Linked DNA regions of Mus musculus: region 2 is linked to region 1. The links are chromatin contacts, called in public promoter capture Hi-C maps. All regions are on one chromosome and are shown on one strand. Each heading gives the region's core, a stretch centred on a gene start, on an enhancer-like site or on the middle of the called end of the contact. The rest is flanking DNA. Distances are from core to core; before and after follow the strand shown. Region 1 holds the start of Med15 (mediator complex subunit 15). Region 2 holds the start of Car15 (carbonic anhydrase 15).

What was found. Capture Hi-C pulls out chosen DNA fragments and counts their contacts.
Region 2: a promoter capture Hi-C map of pancreatic islet shows a contact between it and region 1. The contact joins the promoter of Car15 here to the promoter of Med15 in region 1. A contact is called at or near these places in 17 of 39 promoter capture datasets (the 3T3-L1 cell line, 3T3-L1-derived adipocytes, the C10 cell line and 10 more), 1 of 15 datasets of contacts at CTCF or cohesin (the NIH/3T3 cell line), 5 of 484 Hi-C or Micro-C datasets (the HPC-7 cell line, the N1E-115 cell line, adipose-derived mesenchymal stem cells and 2 more), 5 of 115 datasets of contacts at active chromatin or transcription factors (the HPC-7 cell line, bone marrow-derived macrophages, embryonic stem cells and 2 more) and 3 of 9 other capture datasets (adipose tissue, liver and pancreatic islet).

The regions. Positions count from the first base shown.
Region 1 is chr16:17,719,409-17,726,358 of GRCm38.p6, forward strand. It overlaps Med15 (mediator complex subunit 15), which reads right to left and starts at 3,539. Exons shown (of 18, transcript NM_033609.3): 1 at 3,348-3,539. The coding sequence starts at 3,415. It also overlaps the pseudogene Gm6048.
Region 2 is chr16:17,834,722-17,841,671 of GRCm38.p6, forward strand. Car15 (carbonic anhydrase 15) reads right to left here and starts at 3,465. Exons shown (of 8, transcript NM_030558.2): 1 at 3,320-3,465; 2 at 3,110-3,145; 3 at 2,580-2,750; 4 at 1,997-2,157; 5 at 1,822-1,914; 6 at 1,171-1,237; 7 at 915-1,081; 8 at 555-818. The coding sequence starts at 3,386. The coding sequence ends at 606. It overlaps Dgcr2 (DiGeorge syndrome critical region gene 2), which reads right to left. Exons shown (of 10, transcript NM_010048.3): 10 at 5,634-6,950. B830017H08Rik (RIKEN cDNA B830017H08 gene) reads left to right here. Exons shown (of 2, transcript NR_027959.1): 2 at 1-298.

The sequences.
Region 1 (6,950 bases), core at 2,289-4,788:
TGTTTGTTTGTTTTTTGTTTTTTGAGACAGGGTTTCTCTGTGTAGCCCTGGCTGTCCTGGAACTCACTCTGTAGACCAGGCTGGCCTCTGATTCAGAAATTCACCTGCCTCTGCCTCCCAAGTGCTGGGATTAAAGGCGTGCGCCACCACCACCTGGCACTGGCAGCTGATTTTTATTTACCTTTTTACAAGTACAAAGGTTTTGCCTGCATGGATGTTGACTGCACCAGTTTATGCCTGGTGCCCACAGAAATCGGACAAGGGCTGTGGAACCCTTGGAAATGAACAGTTTTGAGTCAGTCACCTTGCAGGTGCCTGGAATCGAACCCTGGTGCCTTGTAAGAGCTACAAGCAGTCTTCACCATGGACTAAATCATCTCTCCAGCCCCTGGAGTCTTGCTTGAGTTTCTGACTCGGCTTTTCTTGCTGGGGGTTGGGGGCTGTGTGATAAAGTGTAACATGAAATAAACCCTTTCCTCCTCAAGTTGCTCTTGGTCATGGTGTTTTTCACAGTAACAGAAAGCAAACTAAGATACCTTTACTCTTAGAAAGCAACCTTTGAGGGGGCTCACTCAAATGCAGTAGACAAATGTTGCCCCCTCCACCAAGATACACAGGCCCCAGTCCCTGGAACCTGTGACTATCTTTCACTGTATCTCAAAAAATGACCGCATAGCTGTGATTGAAGATACAGACTAACGATTGTGTTCCATTGTTCCAAACTGATCTGGGAAGTGCACAGGATGTTCTCTACCTGAATTTGGTGAGTGTCAGAGAAACCAGCCAATGTTAGACTAGGCCACAAAGAAAGCACAAGATACAATCAACCTCCAGGAACAAAAACTGGCCCCTGACAAATAGGCAGGAAAGAGGATACCTCAGTTTTACAAGTGTAAGGAATAGAATTTGGACAGCAACTTGAATGGAGTTGAAAGCAGATTCTGTTCCAAAGGTTCCATCAAGAAATGTAATTACCAGGCAGTGGTGGCGCATGCCTTTAATCCCAGCACTCTGGAGGCAGAGGCAGGCAGATTTCTGAGTTCAAGGCCAGCCTGGTCTACAGAGTGAGTTCCAGGACAGCCAGGGCTATACAGAGAAACCCTGTCTCGAAAAACCAAAAAAATAAAAAAAATAAATAATAAATTTAAAAAATGTGTATATTGCCATCGTATTGATTTCAACCCTGAAACTAACACCTACCAAATCTTACATGAGCCTCTGACATAAAAAAAAAAAAGATCAAATATAAATCTGTGTTGTTTAAGATGCTAAGTGCATGGTAATTGTTATTACAGCAAAACAAAATAATATACAAGTGCAGTATCTTACAGAGGTAGAAAGCACCTCAGGACTCACAAGGCATTACAGTGTATCCAGTATACTTCAGTCTTCCCTCAGACCTCAGATACTTCTGCAGCTCTCCCCTACTGTCTGTGATAACAACTTGCTCTTCCAGATCCACTGTACTGGGCTTTCCCAAAGAATCCTTGCCCTGGAGCTCAGACCATTTCTCAAGACTTCACTTAGAGATAACTCAAGTACATCAATACTGCACTTGTGGGCTGGAGACTTGGCTCAGAGGTTAGAAGCACTCACACTGAGCTCTTACAGAAGAAGCAGGTTCGATTCCCAGAATTCACAGGGCAGTTCATAACCCCCTGTAGCTCCAATCCCAGGGAATCTTATACGCTCTTCTGACCTCTGACATCATCAGATATACATGGTTCACTTATATACAGGCAAGCAAAACACTCATATAAATAAATTAAATCTAAAACAATTAAGAAACAAAACACTTGTTTGCTGAACTGTCTGCAAAACCGTGCAAGGGTTATTGTGCGGCGGTACCAAGCCACTGACACAGTACCCACTCCCTCCACTGTACTGATGCTTCCCCGATTTAGTCCATTGCTTCACTCCACCCCACCCCACCCCACCCCCTCCATCCAGTTAGTCACCAATTGTCCACATATTCATTCCTCTTTCTCTGGAATCTGTCTTCCTCTTTCAAGTTCAGCACTTAATACTGGTCTTTATGATCTCTGCCAACCAAGTCTTCTACAATCAACTCATGAGACCATATGATCTAAATGAAAAAAAGACAGAACCCCCACCAACCCTTCCAAAGGAAAAAAACTCCCCAAATTGCCTATTTGGCCTCTCTTGGGTCCCTAATTCATCTCCAGGGACTCAGGGGCCTTCCCAACACTAATGCTGCACCACCTCAAGGCAGACCACGTGTAAAACACTGGAGGAAGGGCCGGGCAGTGATCCCAGCGCTTGGGAGGTAGAAGTAGGCAGATTTCTGAGTTCCAGGACAGCCAGGACTACACAGAGAAACCCTGTCTCGAAAAACTAAAAAACAAACAAACAAACAAACAAAAAACCACGGGTACAAGTTGTTTGCCCAAAACACCCAACACTAACCATGCCAGCATCTGCTCATCCTCATGATGTATCCTTGACTACTTTGCTTCAAAGACCCAGAACTCTCCACCTACAGCCGTCCATCCTGATGCTTTCACAATCATCTGCTGGGAATGGTGGCCTGTCACCCTCCTACTTTTCTCTCTAGAGCTCAATCTGTCACCTACTCGAGGCTGCTCCAGTCTACTCAACTGACACTTTAGCACCCACAAAAATGACTGAGCATTGGCACGACTGTACTGTTTCTTTACAGACAGACAGTACCAACCCTCAGGGGAAAAGCTGTGCCACAGGCAATTTTCTGAACACTTTAGGAAACTCAGTAAAATGGCTAAGTGCAACAAGCACTCTGCAGTGCTCCGTGGGCAGAGGGCATCCCTGCCCTTCACTCCCGAAGTTCCCACAGCTATTTCCTGCTACCCTTTGGCCAAGTTGACACACCTTGTGGAAGAAACCGGAGCACTCTTCTATTCCACTGCCTACAACCCAAACACATCAATCTTCCAATTTACCTTCCTTCCAGCCTCCTCCAACTCATTGATGTGGTTTTCGTTTTATTTATTTATTTTATAAAAGAAGCCACGCGGCACCCGTGTAAAATCTCTGGCTGCCTCATTCTCTTTCTATATTCGGTGCGAATCGAAGCAAAGGAAAATCTGCACACAAATGACGAGGCGGCTCAGGACGATGACTCACTAGCCAGGGCACTAGCTGGGTTTGCAGAGTTCCTCCCCAGAAAAACTAGCCAGCAGTCCCTGTCTGCCGAGAAAGGCCAGAGAGACTCCAGGAGGACCCTTGTACGTCCCCGGCACCCAGCGGACACCGCAGCTTCTGACCAGGGTCAAGAGCGGGTCTAGCCCGGCCTCACCCTCCCCGCCCGGAAGGTCCGACCACCGGTCCTTGCCCCAGGCCACACTCACATTTGGCTGACCAGCTTCTGCCGAAAGGCGGCGCTACGCCAGTCGGTCTCCTGCCCCGAAACGTCCATGCCCGGAGCCCCTACTCTTGTAGCCCGAGTCCCTACCGGCCACCCCCGGCGCCGCCGCCTCTACCACAGCGACAGGCCCGAACCCGGAAGCCGAGCGATCCCGCTACTGGGCCACGCCGGAAGTACAGGAAGAATTGTGGGAAATGAAGTCTTGCTTTTGTATACGCATGCGCGCCACAGAAAGAGAGAGGAAGAGAGGAAGGGGAGAGGGGGAGAGGGGAAGAGGGAGAAGGGGAGAGGGGGAGAGGGGGAGAGGGGGAGAGGGAGACACAGAGGGAGAGACAGAGATACAGAGGCGGAAACACAGACAGAGGCAGAAACAGAGAGAAAGACAGAAAAAAGAGACAGAAAGACAGACACAGAGACAGATACAGAGACAGAGAGAGACACACATGCGGACACATAGACACACACACACCACACACAGACACACATACAGAGTCTATGTATATTTTGTTGCCAGTGTTGGGATAATTGCTAATGTATAACATATTTTTGGTATTTTAAATAAATTTGGTATTTAAATATTGAGATTTTAATTTCTAACATATGTTAAGTGTACATAAGTATATGTACATTCTACAGTCATCAAAATAAAGCTAGTATTTCACCAACAAGCAATGTTAGGTTTAGGATCTCTGCTCATTGAATCATTAAGCTCCATATTTAAAAGGAAAGCAAAAGCATTATTTCTGTTAATGTTTTCTCTGTGGTTCATATTCCTTGCTTCTTAGTGGTGCATCCCTTAATACAGGACATTTTGGTCTAAGTGGATAATTGTTGCTGGGCTTATGTGTCTCGAGTTCACCTTTCAATGTTTATATGATTTAAGTTTAGAGTAGAGATTACAAGGTAACTAACCAATTTTGTAAGTCTTCATTTTTTCCAACAATATGTAAGGCCTCATTTTAGAACTTTGTTTGTCCCAGCACTTGGGAGGCAGAGGCAGGCAGATCTCTGTTGAATTCAAGGCAGCCTGGTTTACATACTGAGTTCCAGGACAACCAGGGCCTATGTAGAGACACATTGTCTCAAACAAACAAAAACAAACAACACCCAAAATGAACCCCAAAATAAATAAATAAATAGACAAATAAAGAAATAAATAAAATACATGTGTTTATTATTATAGAAGAAAGCACCCTTTAAAAAAAAAAACTTTTGGCCTTTGGAAAAGTCTTAAACACAAATGAATTAAAAACTGAGTGTCAGGGCTGGAGAGATGGCTCAGAGGTTAAGAGCACTGACTGTTCTTCCAGAGGTCCTGTGTTCAATTCCCAGCAACCACATGGTGGCTCACATCCAATGTACTGTTTTGGTGTGCCAGAATATCTGAAGACAGCTACAGTATATACATGAAATAAATAAATAAATAAATCTAAAAAAAAAAAAAAACCCCTGAGTGTGGGGGCTGGAGAGATGGCTCAGCCATTAAGAGCATTGATCTATTGCTCTCTTCTGGTGTGTCTGAAGACAGTTACAATATACTCATATACATAAAATAAGTAAGTCTTTAAAAAACTGAGTATGGGGGTTGGGGATTTAGCTCAGTGGTAAAGTGCTTGCCTAGCAAGCCCAAGGCCCTGGGTTCGGTCCTCAGCTCCGGAAAAAAGAAAAAAAAAAAAAAAAAAAAAAAAAAAAAAAAAAAAAACTGAGTATGACAAAACTTAAAAAGAAAATTCAAAACCACCAAGCATGGTGGTGCGTGGTGATGCATGGTGGTGCAGGTATGGTGCTGAAGACATGGTGGTGCATGGTAGTGCATGGTAGTGGAGGCATGGTGGTGCATGGTGGTGCAAGCATGGTGGTTCAGGCATGGTGGTGTATGGTGATGAAGACATGGTAGTGCATGGTGGTGCAGGCATGGTAGTACATAGTGGTGCATGGTGATGAAGGCGTGGTGATGCATGATGGTGCATGGTGGTGCTTGGTGGTGCAGGCACGGTGATGGTGATACAGGCATGGTGATGCAGGCATGGTGGTACACCACTTTAATCCCAGTCCTTGAGAGGCAAAATTTGGCAGTACAGCTGGAGAAAGCTAATTCAGGTTCTTTATCTAAATCTTTTTTTTTTTTTTTTTAAGAATAGGAAAGCCAGGCATGGTGGTACATGCCTTTCTTCCTTCCTTTCTTTTTCTTCCTTCCTTTTTTTCTTCCTTCCTTTCTTCCTGCCTTCCTTTCTTTCTTTCCTTTAAAGATTATTTATTTATTTATTTATTTATTTATTATGTATATGAGTACACTGTATCTGTACAGATGGATGTGAGCCTTCATGTGGTTGCTGGGAATTGAATTTAGAACCTCTGTTTGCTCCGGTGGGCCCTGCTCACTCCGGCCCAAAGATTTATTTATTATTATAAATAAGTACACTATAGCTGTCTTCAGACATACCAGAAGAGGGCATCTCAGATCTCACTATGGATGGTTGTGAGCCACCATGCAGTTGCTGAGATTTGAACTCAGGACTTTTGGAAGAAAAGTAGGTGTTCTTAACTGCTGTGCCATCTCTCCAGCCCCCTTTATCCAAATCTTAGATTCCCCAAGCCATGTAGTCAGAGACCTTCACACAGCGTGGAAGCTTCACACAGAGAGTGGAAGATGTCTTGCACCCATAAAGATTTCAATAGTGCATTATAAACAGAAAAGGCAGCTGCCGGTCCATGACAAAATCAACCCAACCACGTCAACATGGGTAAGCTCATGACCAGAAAGAGAAGGCGGTAACAGCTCAACGATAGTCAAGCCTTCTTCCTCGTGGTGACCTGGCACAGCGTGGTGAGTATGTGTAAGACTATCTCCAAGGCATATGAGAAGAATGAAGACGACTTCTTGTTCGTGGTGCATGCCTCCCAGGCGACATTCAGACCCACATTAGCCGTATAAGACAAGAAAAACGCCTAATGTTTGTTAAGCTCCTACCAAAGGGATGGGGAAAGGACCATTCCCAGTAGAGTCCAGGCTGTTTGCCACTTGTAGCTACACAGGCACCCACCTAGGGTATTAGGAATTCCTTGTCAGGCAGAACTAAGCTCCAGGCAAACACATTTAGCTTGGTAACTCACCTAAACTGGGCTACATTGTTTTCAAACTTTAGAAGGTTAAAAATAAAATACTTTACACTCTAAGTTGCCAATAAAACAAAAAACAAACAAAGAATAAGTTCACAAACCAACCTTGGTGGTGCACACCTTTAATCTCAGCACTTGGGAGGCAGAGAAAATCTGGTCTCTGTGAGTTTGAGACCAGCCTGGTCTACAAAGTGAGTTCCAGGGCAGCCAGGACTGTGACACAGAGAAGTCCCATCTCAAAAAACAAAACAAACAAAATAATAATTAATAATAATAATAAAACGTTCAAAAGGTACAGTGGTTTCAATGGCAACACTTTGCCTACTCTGGTCATCTAGTCACACATAGTGCAGCTTCTTTTGTTCCAATCATAATGGCCAAAATGTACTCATTTCACACAGTACCCAATAAAATACATACACATATGTATGTGGTTGCAGATGAATATAAGTTCAGCTACAACAGA
Region 2 (6,950 bases), core at 2,215-4,714, 120 kb after region 1:
TGGACTCAGCCTCAGACACTGATAAGGACGACAGTTGTGCCCTTACTTAGCCTCCCAACAGCAGCCCAACACCAGCTTCTCTTTAGAAAATACTCCACAAGGCAGTAAGTCGGCAAGCCTGGTTTCATAGCGCTTGCTGTCTCTTTCAAAACCAGCCAATTCGGTGCCTCCTGTTGGAGCCTGCTTTTTCTTAAAAACTGGCCTCAGAATTTCAACCCGGGTCATCATTTTAATTGGGCACAGTAACTCCCTTTGCTGTTAAGTATAATAAAATGCAGTTTCTGGCATAGGTGGCATTACTAAGATGTACTGACTTTCTCCCTTCCCTCTGACCAGAAGACTTAAATAATGCATTGTTGCCAGTGGGTATCTGAGTGGGTCTCAGTTTTGGAATAAGTTTCTATGGCCATGGTGGACAAGAGGACAGTCACCCAAGAGCCTCTCAGTTCTGTGGCCAGGAACATTGAGGCTGCAATGAGGTTAGGGAGGATTCTCTACCCGCCATCCCCTTGACCACTAGGCATGCAATCCTTCCCAGACACATTAGGCCAAGGTCACTATGCACGATTTATTGGGGAAATACTATTGTAGAATCATTGCTGGACCTAGGGACCCTGCCAGAGTCTCAGGCCAACTCCCAAGCCCACAAGAGCCAGGTGCAAACAGGGCAGGGTAGAGACTGATGATCGGACGGATGCTTCGGGAGAGGCTGATATCCTGCGCCCTCCAAGAGGCTGCTGGGGGCGGAAATTACTCGTGAGTGGTCTGGGGTGCAAACCTGGTGGCCCAGTCTGAAGCACGGCCTGGAACTGGACTACCTGAGGGTGGGTAAAGATGGGTCAAGATGTGACAGGGCAGGCCAAGAAGGCGGGGGTAACAGAGACTGGGCGTGGAGGAATGGCAGTGACTCCCACCTGCGCATGCCCAATGGGTACGGTGTTTTCAAAGACAGTCCAGAGCACCGCTGGCTCACAGCCCGGCGTGGTCAGAGACCCAGAGTATCGGTAGTACCGCAAGAGCCGCAAAGCACTTGGCAGCAGAGAGGCCAGTGCAAAGGTGGACGTCAGATTCACAGCTACCCCTGTATAGTAGAGACACTGGAACTCGCCTCTCCTGCTCTTGCTCCTCACCCTCATCACCCAGCCCAGTAGGGACCCCACAGCTCCTTACCAGGTGAAGATAAATTTTTCAGGCCAGACACAATGGCAGAGAAATTGGTATTGTCCCTGTCTTCCTCCTGTGGAAGAGTTTTAAGACATTTTGATGTTCTCTACCTCCACTCCCTTTCTCTCCCCCTCACTCTCCTCCCCCGTGTGTGTGCGTGTGTGTGTGTGTGTGCGTTCATGTGTGTGTGTGTGTGTGTGTGTGTGTGAAGGTAAAATAGCTGAAAATAGCTGAAAATAGCTGGGACAGCAGTGGGAAGGGCCCAGCTGGAGGCTCTGGGAGATCTGGGGATGAAGAAGATGACCTACCATGAGGCCCAGCAACACTCCATCGCTTTGGCCCCCACCTCCTTGGTGGGGAGTTCCCTGGGCATCTGGACGTGAACTGACTGTCTTCATGGCTAGCTTCATTTATAGAGCGTCCCCTGCCACCTCCCTACATCATGTGTAGAGCCTCCTCTTCATTCACGAGGATTTGGACTCATCTGTGTATCCCATTGTTAAAGCTGCTTAGCCCATTTGTGTGCATGTGTTGGTGGGGGGCAGTGAGCTCTTCTGAGTTCTCTAAGTCTTTCAGAGCTGAAGATCCCTGGTCCCTCCACACAACTCCAAGTCCCTGTTTCTGGAAACATGTACGGGGCCACAGCCCCTTCCTCACCACCAACAGCACAGCCAGTATAGCAAACCCATCTGGTTGGCTCCGTGCATCCTCCATGCTCTGGTACTTTGTGTTCATGTGGACCATGTGCATCTAGGGGATACAGAACAAAGGTAGTGACCAGCTGCTCTCTGCTCCCTACGCCTGTCTTCCTTCTGGTCCACCCTGAACCCACCTCCATAGAGCCATGCTTCTCATCCAGGCTGTGCTCGGAGCCTTGGTGCCCTGGGCTGCCCCAGTGGAAGTGCAGCTGCAGTAGCCGGTACTCTGGTGACGGGAGCCCAGCCCCTCGGATGGCTGGGCAGTTCTGCTGACAGGAATTTACTCGAAGTAGCACTGAAGGCAGGGAGCACATGAGAGTTTTCCTCACCAGCAGACTCCCCAGGGTAGGAATAACACTGTCACTAGCAGTTTCAGTTATGAGGACCTTGACTTCTTTCCAGCATCTTGGCATCTGGACATGAACTGACTGTCCTCAGGGGTCATGGCTAGCTTCATTTATAGAGGGTCCCCTGCCACCTCCCTACATCGTGTGTAGAGCCTCCTCTGCTTTGTCCACGAGGATTTGGACTCGTCTGCGTATCCCATTTTTATAGCTGGTTAGCCCATTTGTGTTGTGTGTTGGGGGGTAGTGAGCTCTTTTGAGAAGCTGGTGTCTCAGCTCGTCTGTGGGTCCTCATCCCTGTGTATGGGTGAGGTTCCTGTAAGCTGTATGGAGTCCTGCTTCTGTGTGGCAGTCTCAACCTTATGATGCTGACCTGTGTGGCCATCGTTCTCCAGGACCCAAGGATCTTGAGGGGCTGAATCATAGCCTTGAAAGATGAAGGGCTTAAGAGTGTAGTCCCGCTGGACCAATCGAAGGTCAATGTTGATAGGGGACTGGGTTGGGCCCCCACAGGCAGGTGCTAGTTCCTTCCAGTGGGCAGGGCCTGAGAAAAGAAGGACTAGTGTCTGCAGCAGGGGTCTCAAAGGCAAGTCTGGGAGTACAACGAGGGATTCCATATACCCAGATGCCCTCCCTCTGCCCTCCACACACCTGGCTGCAGCAGCACCCATCTGACTTATAAGTCTGCAAGCATACTGGCCCACAGAGAGATAAGGTAGGAGGGTCTGGGACACGGCTGCATACTCATGCTGGGGACCATCCCAACACACACATGATCTAGCCACACCCATAGACTCACAGACCCTGACAGCAGACACACAGAATCACAGTGTCCAGTTCTTTGGAGCACAGGAGCTGACAGAGACCAGACAGATCCACATAGCCTGTTACAACTGTTCTCACCACACTTTGGGTCTTGGGAGTCGTAGCACCAGGTACCTGTAGACAGGAGGCAGGGGACCACTGTGGTTCTTTATAAAGTTCCATCTTGACCCCAGTCCAGGAATGGAGACAGGTTAGCCAGTAGAGGCTGTTCCCTTGTCAGTGCGTCTCCTCCCAAACTTGCCCCATCACTGGTAGGTAGGTGGTGTCAGGCAGAGCCTTGGTGCTCACCACTGGAGTCCACCTGTGCCGCCAGTTGTATAAGGAGGAAGCTGAGCAAGAAGTCCAGGGCCCACATGATGCTGCAGTGGCTGACTCCGGAGAACTGCAAAGTGGATGAGGAATGTACAGCCAGGCTACTTAGAAGGCTGCTCTGCATTCATTGGTAGGTGAACTAGAGGTCTGGATAAGCCCTGTGGACATGCTGAGGTGAGGCTAGAGTAGGTGGAGCCCAGGTAGAGCCACTAGGAATGGAGGTGGGCTGGAGCCTAAACTTCAGAGCTGCTGCAGCCAGTGTAACTGTTGGCATTTCTCCCGAAGGGCGTCTGGTTATTACTCTTACAGCAGTGAAAATGAGTAACAGAGACCAGGAGTGACATGCCGAAACCACCGTCAAAGAAATTAGTTCAAGAGGTGAGGGCACATTGGATCCTACTGCCCAAGACTTAGGCTAGGAGGCATGGCTGTTCTTTCTCATGCTACAAGTTTGAGATTCCAACCCGTTCCAAGTCCAGGTCCACATCAGCCTTCCTATTGATGCTCGTCTGAGGACTACCCTCCCAAAGACAAAGGTCTCAGGAGAAGCTGCAGCCCTCCTGTGGTGGGGATACTACAGTGGCTCAAGTCCCTGGCACTCTGGAGGGAAGTGTCTGTGCCTCCTTGGCTTCCTGATGTGCTTCTGCACATGGGCACCATGTCTGAGCAGGTTAGGCTGAACAATGACTACCAGGGAGTGGGCTGGAGGGCTGCCCCTCTCAGTATTCCAGTTCTCAGCATCTCTTTCCCATGGTATAGCTTAGTGGAAGAGTACTTGCTTAGCATGTCTCCTTGGATTCTCCCTCAGCACTGCTGGAGGACCAGGCTCTTCCTTGAAGAGAGGACAGGGAGGAAAGGGCAGTGTTGGCAGAGCCCCAGGCACCCTGCTTCAGATGTGTTGAGGGTAGAATGAAGCTCCTGTCCCCACCAAAGGCCTCAGCAGATCCTTCTTAACCCAACCCCTTGCCAGCCTTTGTGACAGCCTGCTGTAGTTACTGGCCCTTCTGAGTTAGGACAGTGAACTTGATTACAGCTGAAAGTCTGGTTCCTGAGTTTGACCAATAAGGGCTCTTGCATGTATGGGGTGCAAATACATAAACTCATGCACAAACACACAAAAACTATAAAAATTAAAATATTGTGTGGGGCATGGAGGTGCACACCTTTGTTGTGTGTAGTTTTAAAAAACATGCTACCACCTTGCCTGGGATTGCGGGGCGGGGGGGGGGGGGCCCGCTGCGCCACCAGCCACTCCTGGCTCCCTTTTGTTCCACCAGGCTTAGCTCCAGGATCCTCAAAACCAAGCCCTAAGCTGGCTTCCTTTTCTACCCACCTTTGCTCCAGGAGGGGATTGCATTACCAGCCCACTCCTGGGACCCTAGAATCCGAGGACAAAAGACACACACTCAGCCTTGTTACTTTAACTTGCCTGTTAAGCACAAATCTCTCCTGCCTGGGAATGCATGCCCTTTCCAATTTATTATCTCCATCTCTCCTTCCGCCCTAAACTTAGTGGCTTGTTCTATTTAGCCCCTGCCAGACATCTTTGGCAACCCGGCCACAGGCCCTCACTGCCCAGATCTTACATGGTTGCTGTGTCCCTTTTCCTCCAAAGCATGGCAGAAAAACCCTCTCTCCTTCCCTACGTCTCCTTTCCTCTTGAGATCTGGATAACACACACACACACCCCACACGCACGCAAACATTGCTATCAAGAATCCTGGTGTCTCACAGAAATGATAGTAAATGCTTTTTCTGCTTCTCACCCCCAGCAGGCTGAGTGCCATAGTGGGTGGGTGTAACCCCCTCTTTTCAGGAGAGGCCTCAGCCCAAGGCAATAGGCTATGCAAGTCTTTAGCATCTTAGGACTTCTGGAAAGACAAGATCATCCAATTTTTTATAGATTGAAATCTTCTCAGAGGACTCAAGCCTTTCCAGCCCTGTAGGAAAAGGCATTGAACAGCCCAGTCCTGGGTGTAAGTTGCCAATCGCTACCCTCCAAGCTGCAGCTCCTGCTGGAAGGAGCTGCTTACAGCCACCTGGATGGTCAGAGATGAAGTCCAGCGCCCTCCCTGCACTGGACACTAGTAACGGGGATATACCAGCCCTGGCATTGACTGTAGTGTAACTTCAGAGGAGTGTGGCCCCTTGCCATGCACCCTCCAGAGGCTCCAAGCTCAGCCATCTGGTCCTCAACCAAGGGGTGTCAGAAGCCAACTGGATGCCTGTAAGGGCTGAAAACTTAGGAGAGCCCTGTCGAGGGGCTGGCCACAGCAAGAACTGACCATGCTTTTTCCATAACACAAGTTTATTTGGCATTGGATGAAATGGTTCTCACAGCATCTTAAGAAAGGATCAATGCCAACCTGACCAAAAAAATACACCCAAACTAAAACCTTTAATGAAAGGAATATGTAAAAACAGGCATTGAGACAATGTACAGTATCAAATTCCACTTCAAGGCAGGTCAGAGGGCACCTGGCCTCAGAAGAGTGGCAAGGCAGTCCTGGGAAAGGGGCCTCCTAGGAGCCTGTCCCTCTGGGGCCTTGCGGGATGGGTAAAGAACACACAAACCTCATCAAATCTTGGATTTGGGATTATTCACCAGTGAGATCTGGCAGACTCCAGTGCTTGGAACTGGAATAGCAATAGTCTAAACAGCCCCCAACAGAGGCCTTCCATGCACCCCTAAGGCATGGGGGACGGACCCCACAGGCCTGACAAGCCTACCTCTGTAGCACCAGTCCACTTTAGGTCACCCTCTCCACTGGGCCTCCTAATCTCAACCCCAACAGCCATTTGGTCCCCACGTAAGTTCCAGTCTGTGCAGTCTCCTGAGGCACTGCTGTGTGGTCCTTAGGGCTCTTTTGGGTGGCCTGGCACCAACACAATTCCCAATTGTTGCTCTGGAGCATGGCTGCCCAGCGCCCAGCACTTAGGACTTGCTGGAGGCATGACGAACTTCCTGATGTCCTTAGCAATGGGTAGAGGGGGCAAGGGCCCTCTGCAGAGGGATGTCTGCAGCAGATGGTCTGTGGGCTCAGACATGGGGCAGACTATCCGTAAGCAATCATATACTCCTGTCAGCCCTGGGGACCTGGTCTGAAGATGCTCCGTATGGGAAGGGGAAACATAGGTTCCAAGTAGTGTAAGGCTGCACCTAGAGCTGTGTGGGTCTGATCATGCACAACAGAACAGACACCAGTCACCTCCACTCCTGTTCTCACCTGCACAGGAGTCACAGGCCCACTGACCACAGCCTAGAAGAAGCTCAAAGGTGCAAGAGTGGCCCATGGGCAAATGGCTCATGTGGGGTATTGTCCCCTGTCCTGAGCTCCTGTGAACCATTATCACCTGCAAACATTTGGCCACATTAGGACACACACACAGATATAAAGACCCAGACATCCAACATAAAAAAGACACGAATGTGCTAAAAATTGCACAGAACCTTGCTTAATCTCCAAACCTTAGAAATGCTAAAGGCCTGTGTCAGGAGACAAGACCACTGCATGGAGCTGGAGCTGGCAATGGAGTCCTTTGGGAAAAATCCCCAGGTACCCGGTTGCTGTGGAGGGACTGGGAGGCATGTATGTGGCTGGCAGAC